Regions from separate parts of the Manis javanica genome. Here region 2 is linked to region 1. A link is a contact called in public Hi-C data. All regions are on one chromosome and are shown on one strand. The core of a region is the stretch at or near the end of the contact, and the rest is flanking DNA. Distances in the headings are between cores, read along the strand shown. Region 1 holds the start of CATSPERD (cation channel sperm associated auxiliary subunit delta). Region 2 holds the start of LOC140842998 (tRNA-dihydrouridine(47) synthase [NAD(P)(+)]-like).

Region 1 (5,527 bases), core at 1,564-4,063:
CGCAGACCAGACTGAATAAACTTTCTGGCCCTCAAACTTCAGGACAATCAGAATGACCTGGAGGCCTTCGTAAGACAGACGGCTGGGCCCAGTGCCTGCAGGCCCTTGACACAGGAATCTGCGGCGGCCTCAGGACATGTATTTCAAGCCCCCAGGGGATGCTGACGCTGGTCCAGGCAACAGGCTCTGAGAACAAGTGTTTTAACTCAACCTCCAACAGGGGCTTTTGGCTTATGGTCTGGGAATTCCTGACACAATGGATGCACTTTTTTCCCTGGGTAAAGATCCCTAATGGCGAGTCCCTAATCAGGAGAGTACATGACCTACCAAAAACTAAGAGTTACCAGTCTATGCTCAGAGAGCACTAATAAGGAGAGAAGCTACTGGGGCAAGTTGGCCACATACAGTGTCAACTACAGTACCAAAAATAAACACACCTTACTAACATGTTCAGAAACATTTCCACAGAAATTTCCCTGATTTTACCTCTGCTACCAGCTGATGGCTACCATCACCCTGCACCTGTCCTCCCTCTGGTAGGGTCTCTTTCTGCTGTTTACAAGGTAACAGCAATAGAAACACAGTAAATACCGCATATCAGCCTCTGACTATCCACAGACGCTCATTTGACCCTCCTGGATAGTTCTAGGTGTGCAGACAGAATCTCTTGGAAGAACCGTATCTCTGGGCACTGGGGACAAGGGACAGCTGCCACCCTGCAAGGATGCAGGGGCCAGGACTTGTTCACCTAGGGACCTGGGAGGCAAGCTGTCTAGGGCAGGCTTCTGAGGTGTCAGGCCACACCTCATAGGAAACAGCAGCAACTTCCTATTGAGGCTTATGAAGCACTAAACACGATTCTAAATCCTTTACACACGACCTTGTCTACTTCCTGCACCAGCTCTAAGAAATAGGATACCATTAGGATGTCCATTTCACGGAAGAGAAAACAGAGGCCCAAAGGAACAGCCTGTCCAAGGTTCGAGGCTACAAAACGTAGAGCCAAAGGAACCCACAGGGTCTGGCTCTGGGGTCTGCAAGTTAACCACCAGTCTACACCAAGGAAACCCCCTGGAAGGGTAGCTTAGACACACAGTCAGCTGTGCGGGACAGGAGGTGGAGGGGACTTCTGTGCCTCCCCACCCCCAACTAGCTGGCTGCTGCCCCTCTGTACTGTCCTTCCCCTTTCCAAAGGATCCCTGGGATTGATTTAGCAGACATTGGAGTGTGAGGGGGAGAGGCCGGAGAGTGAATGCAGATGCTGACTCACTGTATGACCTTGCTTGGACAGTGAAGAGATAAAACTTTCTCCTCCATGGACAAGTTTCCATTACCGTTTTTTTAAAAAAGGGGGAGGTAGGAAGAAGTCAGGCATTTGGGCCCTTCCTACTCTAAAAACTCAAGTTCCTAACACTCACACTGCTTTCTCTCTATCACATCATCCTGGTTTCTCCCCCATTCCTAGCTTAGTCTGAAACTTGTCATCTGCTGTGTTCTCCACCAGAATGTGAATTCCTTTAGCATGGGGACTGTGTTTGACTTGTTTGCTGCTGTGTCCTCAGTGCCTGATACATGGTAGGAGGTCAAGACACTCTGCTAAGTGAAATAACTGTGGTGCACCTCTCTGAGAGCATCCTTCTCCCCACTTCCCCCAAAGTCTCCTAAACCATCCCTTGCTCTATTCTTCCAATGTAGTACTTACTGCCTCACAACAAAATTATTTACTTACTAATCTTGTTGATTGCCTCTTGCATCCAAAAAGAACGAGAGTTCCAAAGGCAGTGATTTTTGTCTTGTACACTACTGCATTGCTAACACTTAGAACTGGGCCTGGCACGTGGTAAGCGGTCAAAAAACATTTAAGGAGAGAATGAACCCTTATCCACAAAGGGACTCCTAATCAGACGGCAGACCGAGGTACACATTTATCAAGACTCCCAAAAAAGTAACGGGGCCGCAAGACATGCTGGCTCCTGCCCAGCATGGATTTCTATGGCTAGGATTCCAATTGGACAGCTCTAAAGCTCGTTGGATTCGACTCCACTGAAGGATCTGTAAAAGGGGAGGAATTTCGCCCCAGTTCACCAAGCTGGTGGTGAGAAGACAGGAACTCTAACTTCAGCCTTTGGAAACTTCGTGCCTGGAAAACTTTGGGAGGCATGAGGGTGCTGCTAAATGAGTCCTCGGGTCAACGCGCTCCTTGCAAAAGTGGGGAAATGGAAGCCGGGCAGGGGCGCTCATTACCTCGATAATCTTTATGAAACGCGGGAACACCGGGTTGCGGGTGACCGCGATGAGCGGCAGGTGAGGGAACACGTCTGGGATCGTCATGGGCGTCAACGCCGTTATGACCGGGCCTTCTCCGCCGCCTGCGCTGCCCCCGGCGCCAGCGACCCCATCCTCAGCGCCGCCCTCGGAGGCATCCTCGCCCCCCGAAAAGGCGTCGCTGCCACGGCTATTCGCCTCCCAGAGGCCCCGCCGCTGGCTCGCGGCGGCGGGGCCTCTGCCCCACAGCGCCCAGGGAGGCGAGGCGTCGCAGGCCGGCCGGCTTCTGGGCAGCCACGCTCCGGCCGCAGTCGGGACCCGCCCTCCCGCGGCGGCCAGCAGCGGCCGCCGCAGCGCCCACCACCGCGCAGCGCCCCACAGCCGCACGCAACCTGTGCCCGCCGTCATGGCCCGGCCATCCTGGCGGCGCACAGGACTGACATCACTACCTCTCTCCCAGCTGGGGCGTACGTGACGTCAGGCGCGTCCGACTTGGCCCCAAGCGAGTTGCTACGAAGGGGCGGGGCTGGGGAGAGGGCGGGGCGTGCCCAACGCTCATGCGTGGGGGCCGTGTTCGCGCGTCAGTTCGAGAGGCGACGAGAGCTCGTCACACTTCAGCGAGGGTGGGAGCATCTGTGCGCATGCCCAGGTTCTGTGGTAAATGTTGAGGCGTGCGGGTTCAGGCTACTAGAGAGAGAAGACGTGCTCATTCTCACGCTCCTTGGCTGCTGTCCCTCGGCCCAGGCTCTAGTCTGCGCATGCCCAGGCAACGGATCAGTTACGCCTGGTGGTTGAGGGACGGAAGTGGCACCCGACTCTCCAGCGAGATGCTGGTCTTAATGCTGATGGCAGCGGGGACCTTGCGGTTCTGCGCGGTGACCAGAGCCCAGGAGCTGTGCCGGTGGGACTGCCCTCCCCGGGCTGGGGTGCAGCCAGGGGTCGGGGACCCTCCCTGGGGGGTCTGGGCTGAATCTGGGAAGGACGCCCCTCTCCCCGACCTCATTGAGGCTCCCCAGTTTACTGTTTTAAGGAACTGGACACATTTCCCATTCTCACAGCCCCAGCCTTTCCCCTCAAGGCTTCACATTGCCACTTAAAACCTTTGGCCCGATTCCGACCTCTATTACCCGCATCCACCGCCACCACTCAGACGCTCCTGTCGGGGACAGTTCCCTCCAGGCCATCCCCCAGCCCGGCAGCCAAAGGGATTGCTTATAAATGGATCTGATCTCGTCATTCCCTTTCCCGGTTCCCTGTGGCACCCAAAATAAAACCCAAGTTCCTTGCTGACCCTTGGGGCCAGATCATTATCTGGAATGGGGCCGTCCGTGCATTGTAAAATGTGCAGTATCCCTTGCCTCTATCCACCCAGTAGGTGCCAATAGCACCACTTTGCCCAGGCTTGACAATCAAAAAATGTCTGTAGGCATTGCCAAGTGTCCCCTGAGGCTTCGAAAACCACTGGTCTGGCCACCCTCGTATCACTGTTCCAGCCACCCCGTTCCTTGAACGTGCCAAACTCGGTCCAACCTTTGGAGACCTGGGACCCTTGGCTCTTGCTATTCCCTCTATCTCGCCAGCTTCGTTTCCAGATTTCTCCTTATCATTTACATCCCGACTTAAATAGCACAGTTCCTTTTTTTAAAGCCCCACCCACCCATAGCTGCTTTTTCCTATCCCTAATGTGTGTTCCTCTTTCCTGACAAATCTTTTCTTGTCTGTTTCTGTCACTAGAATATTAGCTCCATGAGGGAGTAGATGGTTTCATTGATTAACTTCTTACCCCGGCTATTTTTAGATTTCAGTAGATGTTAGATTACTGAATACTGTATGCAAGGTTCCCACTGGGGGTGCTAGACAGATCTTAAAGCCTAGTTCCTGCTCAGGGAACTCCTGCCTGGAGTGACCTGTCACATTCAGCAGGGCCCTGTTTGCCGCAGAGATAATAAATGAAGGCAATCAGAGCATGATGGCCTCATTTGATCTTTACAACGAAGTTCATAGAGTGATGATTACTTAAACAGACACAACAAAATGAAAGATACACTTGCCTGAAGACAGCAAGTAAGTGGAGAGTAGGGTCTTCCAGGAAGGTTTCCTAGTAGGGTTCGCCTCAGAGTCTGACAAGATGGGTTATATCCAATTCTCCATCCATGGATCAATCGGTGAATGAAGAGCCTCAGCTGTAAACAAAATTCTCCTGGCCACCAACACCCCCCTTCTGACAACAACAACAACAACAAAAAAAGCAAGCTTTGGAATAGGAGTTCTGAATCTGGGGTCTGCAAATGAACCGTTATGGGCTCTCAAGAAATGTACCTCCATACTTGCACGTGTCTGTGGGAGAGGAGAGGAGGGCCGAGTTTCATCAGATGTTCCAGGGGCTCCCCAAACCCTAAAGGCACCAGGAACAGGTCCTTTAGGGTTAACTCAGAGGCACCCTGGTCGGAGTCATGCGGAACATTCAATAAACATTGACTGGTGGTCCCTCCTGTCGTTTAACTTCTAGTACTCGTACGGTGAGGACAGGAAAGGTGTTCCACACCGGACATCAAATTCAAGGGGTAGGTGGCTCCATATATTAATGAACTTAACAGTCATTCTTTGCTTTTGTCTAATCACTTGATCAGAACAACCATTGCCTAGTATTTTCTTGGGTGTGGTGTTGTGACAAGCCTAGAACATGCCCGAGCCCTTGCCCTTTGAAATAAGGGGTTTGTCTTTCCCATTTCATTAAAAAGCAAGGTCAGGTGACCTGAACAAAGCTAGGAGATAGAAGTGGCTTGAGAACTACAATCACCTGTGTCTTTATCCAGTGTTCTATTTGATAGGGGGTTTTAAATCTAGAATAACATAGGCAGTGAAGTGCTCCTTATGTCTGGGTTACGTAACTGGCTTCATTGCATACGGCCCATAACTGTGGGTCTCCTTTGTTATGTATCTGTATTCCTGGTCTGTTAATGTGTGTACATTAGTTAATTAATAGTCTGTTAAAACCTATACACGCTTATACTACTCTACAAGAAGTTATGTCATAGAAATAATCTCACATTTTTCTTCCGTTTGCCTCTTTAACTTTTCTTCTCCCTTCCTGAATACAACCCTTTTTCTAAAATTTGTGCCTCATACCTAGAATTGTAGTGCCCCAAAGCCTTTCCAGCTAATGAAGATACATCAAGACAAGCACTGGGCACAGTAGCCATGAAGCACAAATTTTCAAAAAGGCAGAAAGCTAACAGCCTCTTGGAAGAATACTACTCTC
Region 2 (5,527 bases), core at 1,799-4,298, 240 kb after region 1:
TAAGGAGCCCCATTACACAGGTTGGGCAACGAAGGTGGATGGCCGGTTTTATAGGCTGACAAAGCGAAGCCTAGGGTGGCACGGGACTGGGCCTGTGGCTGCCCCTCCAGTCATTTGCATCATGCTCAGGGCCTCTTCATGAGAAAGTACCCGTCCGGCTCCTGGAGGATGGCAGTGGGACCCCCGCCCCGCCTGCTGCCCCCTCGCCCACGGGGCCTTGCATGGGAACTAGGTTGGTGGGCCGAGACCAGAGGCACACCCGTGCCATCTTACCCTTGGCAGAGCACCCTCCACAGCACCCCGCCTAACAGCCTTTGGGGGGCAGGGTCTCCACAGGGGGACAGAAGCTCCAGGAGTCCCCGTGGACCGAGTCCCTGTCCTCCAAGGGGTGGATTCAGGCTGAGGGATGGCAGTGCAGAGGCCCGGGCCTATGGGGCTGGAATTCCAGGCAAGCAGGGAAATGTCATGTTGGCTGTATTTCAAATGCACTCACGGTTCCTTTCCAGCTCCCCCCCTGCACAAGTAAGTGTGAACCGCTAAGTGTAAGGCAGTGGGCACTGCCGTGGATTCAGGAAACGTCTCCCCCTGACACCACAGGGTGGGGATTCCAGGACGAGGCCTAGGCTCCTAACCCCATTTCTGCCCTTGGCTGACCTGCTGTCCCCTCAGGCCAAACGCGCTGGCGTGACATGCGTCGTCCTGCCGGCCGAGAACAAGAAGGACTTCTACGGCCTGGCTGCCTTCATTACCGAGGGCCTGGAGGTCCACTTCGTGGAGCACTACCATGAAATCTTCGCCATAGCCTTCCCCGAGGAGCAGGCCGAGGCTCTGGCCCTGGAGCGGTGACGGCAGCCTGGGCGTGGCTGGCACCGACGGGCCCAGCAGGGCAGAGGCCCCGGGCAGCTGAGCCCCCCGAGGCTCAGGAACCTGACTTACAGCCCAATCACTGAGCCTGGCATATGACTTATTTAGTTATGATTAAAACACCATTTCCAGTACTGCCTGCTTCTTTTTTCTTCTACTGCCACATGCCCACACCTCTGTGGCCCAGGAAGGAGGGTGGCAGCAGGGGGCTCTGAGCAGATGGACCAGACGGAATACCCCAAGTTCCTGAAAAGGCTTTCTTGTGTAGAGAGCGGGGGTTCAGTCCTTCTTGGCTGCCGCTTTCCTCATGGCCGCCAGGACGCTGCTCAGCTCCTCTCTCTTCCTCTTGGCGCGGATGTGTGTCCCCACCTGCCACGCAGGGAGGGCCATCAGCCAGGGCCGGGAGCCCCACCCCCACCCTTGGTGTGCAGCGCAGCCAGCCCCAGGGGTTCAGGGAAGGCGAGGTCGCCTGCCAAGGTGGAGCGCAGCCACTACACCACACAGGACCCTTGTCCCCATGCCTGGCTACAAGTGAAGCCACAGTTGAAGACTGACCACTAACAAATTCCATAATAACGCTCCCCACCTACAACAGGAAGAATGTGCCACAGCTGAGCAAGCACCCTGCGCGCCCCGGCCCCCCATAAACCTGCCCAGTCCGTCTCTGGGCTGCTCCGCCACCCTGAGTTTGGCTTTGGTAACAAGCCCACCTACCCTTTTCTTGATGAACTTGAGGGCCCGCTTGTCCTTGGAGACCTTGAGCAGCTCCATGGCGCGCCGCTCATACGGGGCAAAGCCGCACACCTCTCGGATCATGTCCCGCACAAACTTGGTGTGCTTGGTGAGGCGCTGGGGGGAGGAGAGGCCGTCAGGGTGGGGCGCCCCGAGACGAGACCCCGGGCAGGTCTGTGCAATGGCGGCACGAACTGCCCACCGCCCTCCGAGCTCAGACACGTCACGTCCCGCCTGGCCCTTCCCTGGGCCGGGAACCCCTCCGACCGGGCACCACGGGGTCGGAGCTGCTTCACAGGCCGCGGCGAACTCACAGGGCCTCCGCGTCCCGTTTACACTGTACCGAACACCCAGCTCCCGTGCTGCGGGCAAATTCCTGCTCATGCATCAAAACCCGCTCCCTCCGCCCGGCTTCTACCCCGCGTGCCGGGGGCGCCCGGCGAGGCCTCGGCCGCACGCACTGCTCCGTCCCCCCGACGCCTCCTCCCCCGCTCCACCCCGAGGCTCCCGCAAGCCCCCGGGACGGGGCTGCTCCGCGGCGCTCGCCTCCCCCAGGGGCCTTTCCCCGGCCGTGCCCTCCGCCCAGAAGGCCTTCCCCCTCCCCGGAAGAGGCTCCCCGACCGCGCGCCCCCGGCACTCACCCCGCGGCGACGGCTGTGCCTCGGCTTGCTCACGTTCTTGGTCACCTTGTGGCCCTTGTTGAGGCCCACGGCCATGGGGTAGCGAAGAGCCATGGCTGCGGACAGGGGAGGGGAGAGGAGGTGGAGGCGAGTCGGGGCTCGGGACCCCCGCCGCCCGGAACTCCGGGCCCCGTCTCCCCCGGGCCCGCTCGCTGCACCGAGCCACGCCCCTGAGCCGAACCGGGACCCCGTGCCCGGATGGCGGCGGATACTACCCGCGCGGGGACCCACCAACCTACCGCCCTCCAATCGCTGCCGAGGCGGAAAGGCCGGCATCCGTCGGAACCCTGGGATAGCTACCATCGACGGGAGGCGCGGGCCAGAGAGGCAGGGAGGCCGCGCGCGCCCCCTCGTGGCTGTGGGCGTCCCTCTCTCTCCTTCCCTCGGCCGGCTCCGCCGGGCTCTTGGAGCATGCGCATTTATCCCAGAAGCCCGGCCTCGGGTACTTGGGGGCGCCGCTTGCTGGCTGCAGTCTCGCGCAGGCGGCGAGCTTCCTGACTTTGGAGCGGGGCGTTCGCCATCCAGGACCTGAATTTCTCCATTTATAGAATGAGGACAATAATGGTACCGTTACCCTCAAAAATAAAACTGTCAAGTTATTTAATCAGCAAAAATGGGTTAATTCGGGCAGAACAGATTCCAATTTGGGACACGCCATAGGCAAGTCTGGAGAAAAAAAGAAGAGGATCCCCTTTTTATAGAGCAAAGGGTTGAGCTGGGAGGGCTGCTTTAAGCCAAAAGTTCACTGGAGAAACTGGGAGTCCCACGTCTCATGGCTTCTCATTGGCTGAGCTGTGACAGTCTGGTGGGTAGTAAGGCAGCTAAAATAGAATGACTTGCAAGGTCTCTGTTCGTGGAGTCTGCAATTGATGGGGAGTGGTGGGAATGAGCCCCCCTTGCTGGCCTTCCAACTCCATTTTAGGGAGGTTTCCCCTCCTTAGTTTTCACAACGCCTATTCCCAAGTGTTTGAACAAGGTATAACGGTACTTGGCACAAAATAAACTTTCTCCATAAAGAGAAGCATTGGTTTCACTCTGAGTCCGAGCTCTGTACGAGGGCTGAGAAGGCTGTCGTATAGTGCCCCCTAGTGGCATTTGATATACTTCGACGTAATTTTAGGTGGTACATGGATGAGAGGCGTTGTTGGGACCAAAACTTTTTTCCCGGTTATCTTTCGATCCTACGTCTCCCCAGGATACAGTCTCAATTTAGGGCTGGTCCGTTTCGGCTTAGCTCTTCTAACACTTGTTAATCTTAGAGCTTTGGATGGCCAGCAGAAGCTAGCATTTTATAACTTTTTTTTTCATTATTCAGCCTGTATCTTTACAGTTGCTTCTTCCTTGTGCAAGCAGCTCTGGTTTACCATTTTAGGGCTAGAAAGTGTCCACTTTCTATTAACTTACGTAAATATCTGTTACCTGCAGATATAGCCCGTACTTTGCCTTCCACAGGTTCAGTCTGGTGTCAGAATCCCTGCTTCTGCCACTTCTCCTCTAAGCATCAATTTCCTCATCTATAACATGGGGATGATGCTAACACCAACTTCCGGTTGTAAAGATGCCATTAGATCATGAATGTCAAGTGCTTAGTTCCTGATGCACATCACCATTATTCATGCACAAAGCATGTACTTTGTGCTGCAAATAAGAGACAAGCCCAAACCGCCTTCCTCCTGCCTCCACAGGGGCCCTAGTTTGGCCTAAGGCCAGCCCTCTTCTCCCACACTTGCCAGGAGGTGCCCCGAGTCACAGATTCCCAGGGCTCAGGAGCCTAAATGTAATTTACAAGCAGCTGTCCCTGCTCCAGGGATCCCCAGCCCCTGGAGAGATGTGCAGACGTTGGAATGGCCGGCAGCGCAGACCAGCCAACTGCAAGAAGGGGGCTCCCAGCCTCTGAGCAGTGGCAGTCAATCTTGTGGTTGCAAGAGTCTGAGCTCAGCAGAGGGAGACTCCCTCGGCAAGCCCTGCTCCTTTGCCCTGCCTCCCTGCTGGCAGATTCCGCACCACCAAGAAGGAATTCCATGATTTTCTGGAAGCCAAAGGGCAGACGCCCTGCCAGGAATCCGAGGCAGGAAACATTGGTGGCAATGACCTGTCTGAGCCCGAGGCCAAGAGGATCCGACTGGAGGATGGGCACAAGGAGGACAGGCGGTCAGGGGAGGCGGCCGAGCCCCAGGAGCAGCCGCAGGTTCAGAAGAGGGCCCGGGGCCAGAACAGGGGCCGACCCCACCTGAAGCCCACCCACTATGACAAGAACAGGCTCTGCCCCTCCCTGGTCCAGGTGAGTGTCACTGTTGCTCTAACGTCTGGGGGCCCTCCGTCTGAGCCTCTGTGTCCCCCGCTCAGTCCTCGGGATGTTGGAATGTATCATTGTTTCGTTTCCAAGATGAAGAAGCTGAGGATCAGTGCGGTTGCTGACTTGCCCCAGGTCACAAAGCCAGAGGGGCAGCAGGGATGTGACCTCCACACCCAGGTCGCTGGGCTCCCTCGGCCTTTCCTCTCCCGCCACCGCTCCGCTGCTTTCTTGCAGGAATCCGCCGCTAAGTGTTTCTTCGGCGACCGCTGCCGCTTCCTGCATGACGTGGGCTGCTACCTGGAGACCAAGCCGGCCGACCTGGGCCCGCGCTGTGTGCTCTATGAGACCTTCGGAAAGTGCCCCTATGGCGTTACCTGCCGCTTTGCCGGCGCCCATCTGGGGCCCGAGGGCCAGAACCTGGTGCAGGAGCCGCTGGTCCAGGTCCCGCTGGTCCGCAACAGCCTGGACAAGGCCCTGCAGCTGCAGCTGCGGAAGCGCGAGATCCACTTTGAGCGCGCCGAGCGGGCCCTGCACCAGCTGAGCAAAGGCCAGCTGCCGGGCTCCACCCCAGCTGTTGCGGACCCCGAGCCCGTGGGGAGTGAGGGTGCCGCAGGGCAGGACAGCTGTGCCGCCCAGCAGGCCTCCCTTGGGGCAGGCGCGGGTGCCCCTCCCAGCGCCTCTGTGCAGACCTGTGGGCCCCTGACCGATGAGGACGTGGTGAGGCTGCGGCCCTGTGAGAAGAAGCGGGTATGTGTCTTGGGTTTCCTGTCGAGGATGCCGGCGGCTTGGGGGGCAGAGCTGCCAGACAGACCCTCCCAGCCCCAAAGAGGCGGGGCTGGGGTACAGGGAGGCAGTGGGAGAGGCCTCCTGGCAGAGGGGCTGTTGGAGCAGGGTTTCCCATGGGTGAGTAGAAACCGTCCAGCAGAGGAGAACGTGGAGGATCAACTGACCCTTG

Evidence for each region. A called contact is a pair of places that touch in the nucleus more often than the background predicts.
Region 2: a contact with region 1 is called in a Hi-C map of blood, with 14 times the contacts expected there. The contact joins the promoter of LOC140842998 here to the promoter of CATSPERD in region 1.

What each region holds. Positions count from the first base shown.
Region 1 is chr13:96,756,129-96,761,655 of MJ_LKY, forward strand. CATSPERD (cation channel sperm associated auxiliary subunit delta) reads left to right here and starts at 2,814. Exons shown (of 21, transcript XM_037018440.2): 1 at 2,814-3,166; 2 at 4,775-4,829. The coding sequence starts at 3,024. LONP1 (lon peptidase 1, mitochondrial) reads right to left here and starts at 2,699. Exons shown (of 18, transcript XM_017672280.3): 1 at 2,245-2,699. The coding sequence starts at 2,673.
Region 2 is chr13:96,999,737-97,005,263 of MJ_LKY, forward strand. It overlaps LOC140842998 (tRNA-dihydrouridine(47) synthase [NAD(P)(+)]-like), which reads left to right and starts at 3,049. Exons shown (of 13, transcript XM_073220763.1): 1 at 3,049-3,081; 2 at 4,216-4,557; 3 at 4,807-5,319. The coding sequence starts at 3,049. LOC108406192 reads right to left here. Exons shown (of 5, transcript XM_073220527.1): 2 at 2,516-2,804; 3 at 2,238-2,332; 4 at 1,579-1,713; 5 at 952-1,233. The coding sequence ends at 1,144.